Linked DNA regions of Rattus norvegicus: region 2 is linked to region 1. The links are chromatin contacts, called in public Hi-C maps. All regions are on one chromosome and are shown on one strand. Each heading gives the region's core, a stretch centred on a gene start, on an enhancer-like site or on the middle of the called end of the contact. The rest is flanking DNA. Distances are from core to core; before and after follow the strand shown.

Region 1 (2,759 bases), core at 231-2,730:
AGGCCCTGGGTTTGGTCCCCAGCTCCGAAAAAAAAAATTTTTAGAAACATACTTGTCTTTAAATAGTTATAAAAACAATTCACATAAACACTACATTCTATTAGAATTAAATGTTAGGGATGACTTTTAAATCTATGACTTGGTCTTCCACTTGGAGGAATTTGTTATGATGACCTGGAAGGAAAACACGGGTGGACTGTTTATGTACACCCGTGTCTTCTCTTGAATAATAACCTTTTGTGTTATACTTCATTTTAAGCAGGCAAGTACTTTACTTCATGACTGTTTTCTTTTCCCTTTTTTGATGAAATGGCAAATACTTATTATGGATGAAACAATCCCTTTACAGAAAAAAAAACAAAAATAGTATAGCTGTAATATATAACACTATATATAACACTGCATTTTAAGGCTTATTTTACTCATCTGCCACCTGGGGCACTATCAGTCAACATACTAGAGACGCTGCAAATATTAGGCTGCACACCTTTGATTCCAGTACTCTGAAAGCAGAGGCAAGCAGATCTCTGAGGGAGTCCAGACTAGCCTGGTCCACATAGTGAGTTTCAGGATAGCCAGGTTTACACAGAGAGACCCTGTCACAAAACAAAATAGTACAAGTTAAAGAATTTGGAATTGTTCATTAAAGTGTCATGGGGAGAGGTCCTAGGCTCCTTATCTATCAAGTTCCCCTTCTTTTCTTATTTCATTCCTTTTTGTCCTCTCTACTCTGTCTCCCTTCCCAGTGTCTTCAGAAATTCTTATTTTCCACCATTCCTCTAAGACAGTCAACACCCCGTATGGTCTTTGGCAGCCCTGTTATAGTATTGAGGAGCATTTGGACATTTTCTTCTCAGCAAACATCGTCTGTAGACTACCGGCTGCGACTAAGATAGGAGAGGGAAATATGTTCTCTCAAAATTATTTGAACCAGTTTCTTTTGCGTGGGTAACAGCTTTTGTACCGAGTAGTTGTTGGCAACAAAAACACAAAATCGGAGCCAAATCGATTATGGCAGCTGTGTACACTCTCTGGCACCAGGAAGACACTCTGGGAGTCTTTCCATAAGTAAGTGGGAACCACAGGCTTCACTTAACTCCTTCAGTTTTGTCTTAGTCCCTATCCTTGGGCGGTGGGGTCGGTTGTAAGAAAGAAGTAAAATTGAGGATCAGGGACAGTATCAGGTTAATCAGAGAGTTAGAGGACAAGGGCCGGTGTCTGGTACCGGGATGTAGGCAAGGCGAGGAGCGAGCGGGGAAAATAAGGGAGCACCTGAGCCGAGCAGTACTCAAGCTTCTGACACCTGCAGCAAAATTTTCCACGAACAGACGCGGTCCCCGGGGGGCGGGGGTGGAGGCTCGGGAAGTAGCGGGGTCTACTGCGATTGGTCGCGCCCCTTTCCGGCCGCCCCCGCCCCCGGGTGGGCGGGGCGACCACGCCCCACTGTCAGTCAGCCGCAGGTCCCGCCCCCGCCCCCGCGCGTCTCAAGCCCGTGGGGCTCCAGTCGCCTCGCGGTCCCGCTACCTGGGCACGCCAGGTCGGCGGGCAGCTGCGGGCCCAGCGCGGGGCGGCGGCACCGAGGGGGGCGCGGCGGTGTCTGTTGGAGCGGTTCCCGCGCAGGGCCGCCGGCGAGGGCATGAGCACGGGCTGCCCTTGCCTCGCGAGCGGCGGCGGGAGCGGCGAGGCGGCCGGGCGCCGCGCACAGGCCACGGCCCGGGGCGGCGCCGGGGGGCAGCGGGCCGGGAGATGAGCCTGTCGCCAGCGGCCCAGGAAGCAGCATGCACCGCGATGCCACCGACAGCAGCGGCGCCCGCCGCGGCCCCACGTCCGCCGCAGACGCCTGCCGCGCTGCCCGGGGCTCCGCGGACGGACAGCGGACGGCGGACCGCCCGGGCGGGGGCTGGCGGGGGCCCGCAGCCGTGGCGGCCCTGGCCGTGCTGGCGCTGTGCTGCCTGGTCCCGGGCTGGGGACCGGCGGCGGGCACGGGGCCGGGCGCGGTACTGCTGCGCCTCAGCCTGTACCTGAGCTGCGCCGCGGCCGCCTTGCTGCTGGGGACACTGGTCGCGCTCGTCTGCTGGAGCCCGCGCGCCCAGCCGCCGGACTTCGCCTCTTCCTGGAGCCGGCTGGCGGCGGCCGTCCGCTGTCCGCTGCGGGTGAGTACCGGTCTCGGCTGCCTCGCGTGCCCGCGGCTTCGTGCGCGCGCAGATCCTGGGGGGCTCCCGCAGGGTGGCCCTCCCGCATCCTAAGCCCGCTGAGGACTGGGCGGCGCGGGCTTGGCCACGCGCGCGGTTTTAGGCTCTGTAGTTACTCATCCACCATCCTCTGCACGCAGAGATCCAGGCAGGTCTCCGAGGTTGAAGTTGGTGAGTGCTGGCGAAAAATCGCACACAGCACCTACAGGAGGAGGCAGGCTTCGCTCTCAGTACTGATGATTCTGTTGGGGTTTTCCATCTGTAGTGTGTGGGAGATAACTTTATGATGGTTTCCAGAAGAGAAAACTTGGTTGGGTCACCCAGTCCGAGCTCACTCAATGGGCCCTGTGTACTTCACACCTGTAAGGTCTTGTTTTCCTCCATGTGGGTTAAGTGGTAACGCAGCTCAGTTGGATGTCTGATTTGAGGGGATTGGGGGACATGCTCACTAGGAACCACTGTCTTTTGTTAAGAGGAAAAGCTGACGTCAGTGAGGTGTAGGACACCAGGGTTGTGGTTATGTAGGGATATATAGGTTATGTTGTGGAATGCAGTTAAGAATTTTAT
Region 2 (2,700 bases), core at 83-2,582, 130 kb after region 1:
GTGAAACTAAATGGTTGAGAAGTTTGTGACTATTTGGGAGAACTGTGTCTACGATAAACTTGTTCTTTAAAACCAGCTTCATACTGGTTGAGATATCTTCTGTTACAACTATTGAAAAAGAATCCTTATTAAAATGGGAAACCAAATATTTAAATAAAACTTCCTTAGCGACGATTTACAGGAACAAATAAATTATACATTTTATTTGAGGTATAACCAGATGTTAATAGTCTCTTACCTTTATGTTTCCCCTATTAACATTCCCTTTACCACAGTCAGAAGTCAACAGGGTTCATTACCAGGAATTCACGCTTTGTAGTTATTACATTGTCATGAATTTTACCAGTAGTGCCGCGTTTCCGTTTTAAAATCTCACCCTAAACTGTTGTTTCCTCCGGTCTGTTTCTCAGACTTTACTCACTTATGACCTTGAAGGCTTTGAGTAGTATGAGCCAAATATCTTGTGAAGAGTCCATTTGATTCGGTCTATCTGACGCTCTAATATAAGTTCTGGGTTTTGGTGGAGCCCTTCTCATGTCCTAGAGCAGGCATTCAAGGGTTCGTGCTGTCAACCTATCACTAACCTTAACAATCACCTGGCCTAAATAGTATCTGGCTTTTTTCTTCATTGTAATCTTTTGTTTTTTCCTTTTCATATTCCTAATAACCAGAGTGAGGGCCATCCTTGGCAAACTCCTTGTATTTACTAGCTATTTCCGGGCCCTGGGGACATGTGACAATGGCTGGCTTATTTCACAGGAATTGGCACCCTGCTCACAAAGAAGCTGGCAGCACTGGCTGATAATTCACTTAGTTTGGGAGAGCACCTCCTAAGGTAAACCTCTGGTCAGAGTCCCATCGCCAAGACCTCTAACGCCCCCGCTGAATCCCCTTCCTAAGCATCTTGAGGCGCGCGCGGTGCTATAGGACTTGAAGCAGAAGGAAGCTCTTTCCGGCCAAGGTGGAAGGGGAGGACGCGGGGCCTGCAGGGTGGGTCCCTCTTTTCCCGCTACGTGCGTGCTTGCAGACAGAAGCCCCAGTACAGGCGACTTCCGCTTCTCCAGAGGGATAAAAGGGCTTGACTCCACCCAGCGGTACGTGCCTAGTTCTGCTCGCGTCATGGCCGCCGCCGAAGCTCAAAGGCCAGGATATCAACCCTCTTCACCCATGGCCTTCACTGCGCATGCGTGCCCACGACCCCCTGGGCTTCACTCCCAGAGGGCGGACCCAGGTGGGTCATCCTGGCCAATCAGCTGGCATGCCGCGTAGCAGGCTCCGCCCCCTCTCCATCGCTCTGGGTTCCGGGCTACACGTGTCACTGTTTGGGTACGTGAGGCCGCTGCAGGGCTGGGAAAATCGAGCTGTGGAGAACTGGGCGGTGGGGACACTCCTAGGCTGGGGAGCGGCGGGGAGGGGCCACCGCCCTCCAAGTCCCAGAGAGCTTTAAATTCTGCTGAAAGGGGGCAGTCCCATGCACTCTTACCGACCGGTTTCGCCTCGCTGAACTCCCGGGGACACTTGTCATCTGCTTTAGGGGGCGATGCTGTTGCTTAGCTGCAACTTGGAGGTGAGACTCTCACCCCTTTACGTCCTGCAGGTTAGATCTCCCAGAGGTCTGTCTTGGGAGCTCTAACAAGCGTGACGCTGGGTGACAGAGCGCTGGGTTACCAGGTCAAACCTTGTCTGGTTTTGTTTTCTTTTCTCGTGGAGGGTGGATTTTTCAGCTCAGAAGGCTCAAGCAAGACAGGACGGTGACAGTCTGTTCTTTTCCTGCAGGAGGATGGCCTTAAGAATTTGCTGGAGACAGGAGCATCAGTCAACGCACCCCCGGATCCTCAAGAGCAGTCGCCTGTTCACCTAGCTGCAGGTGGCGGCCTTGCTTGCTTTCTTCTCTGGCAGCTGCAAACGGGTGCTGACCTCAACCAACAGGTAACTAGGTAACCGATTGTTGCTATGTACAACCCTCTCCTCCACCCAGTGTTTGCACAAACATTTCCCAGTTGCGGGTTTCAGTTGGTATAAAGAGCCATGTAAGAATTTCCAGGAAAAACATACTGCAAGATGGTAACTTGGAACTTGTTTAGTATCCACATTAATAAAGCAAAAACAAGCCATGGGATTACTTTTTTTTTTTTCTTTTTTTCGGAGCTGGGGACCGAACCCAGGGCCTTGCGTTTGCTAGGCAAGCGCTCTACCACTTAGCTAAATCCCCAACCCCCATGGGATTACTTTTAATAATTTAATCCAATACTGTTTTAATATGTAATTATATCAGCAGTGATTGAGATGCTATTTTATTTTGCTTTCCTACCACAGTTCAGTGTGTATTTTACTTTTATGGCATAGTTCAATAAGTCTACCCACATTTCAAATGCTCCTTAGCAATAGGTGGGTACTGGCTACTCTCACATTGTATAGTGTGTGTCTACAGGACTTTTAAGAGTACTTGCTTTTTGTCCAAGTCCCATCAACCAGGAAATAATGTGTGGGAGACATGTCTACCATCAATTCTTTGAGTAGTCTTCATCATTAGAGTGTGATGAAGTTTTCAATTATAAACCTTTGCCTTCTATAGAACTCTAGTTTGCTGGCAGTCCCTTAATTTTTAATGTATGAGAATATGGCTACTGGTTTTTTTTTTTTAATGGAAACTTTGTATTAGCACAGCAAGAGAACTTTGTCAAAAATACAATGAAATGA

The links. Hi-C and Micro-C count contacts between places; a contact is called where the count stands out from the background.
Region 2: a Hi-C map of liver shows a contact between it and region 1, with 4 times the contacts expected there. The contact joins the promoter of Ankrd37 here to the promoter of Snx25 in region 1. A contact is called at or near these places in 10 of 12 Hi-C or Micro-C datasets (the A7r5 cell line, Schwann cells, frontal cortex and 5 more) and 1 of 1 datasets of contacts at active chromatin or transcription factors (oligodendrocytes).

The regions. Positions count from the first base shown.
Region 1 is chr16:52,865,622-52,868,380 of GRCr8, forward strand. Snx25 (sorting nexin 25) reads left to right here and starts at 1,481. Exons shown (of 19, transcript XM_224863.9): 1 at 1,481-2,153. The coding sequence starts at 1,779. It also overlaps a transcript of Cfap97 not described here.
Region 2 is chr16:53,000,175-53,002,874 of GRCr8, forward strand. Ankrd37 (ankyrin repeat domain 37) reads left to right here and starts at 1,333. Exons shown (of 5, transcript NM_001108400.3): 1 at 1,333-1,567; 2 at 1,777-1,929. The coding sequence starts at 1,541. It also overlaps a transcript of Lrp2bp not described here.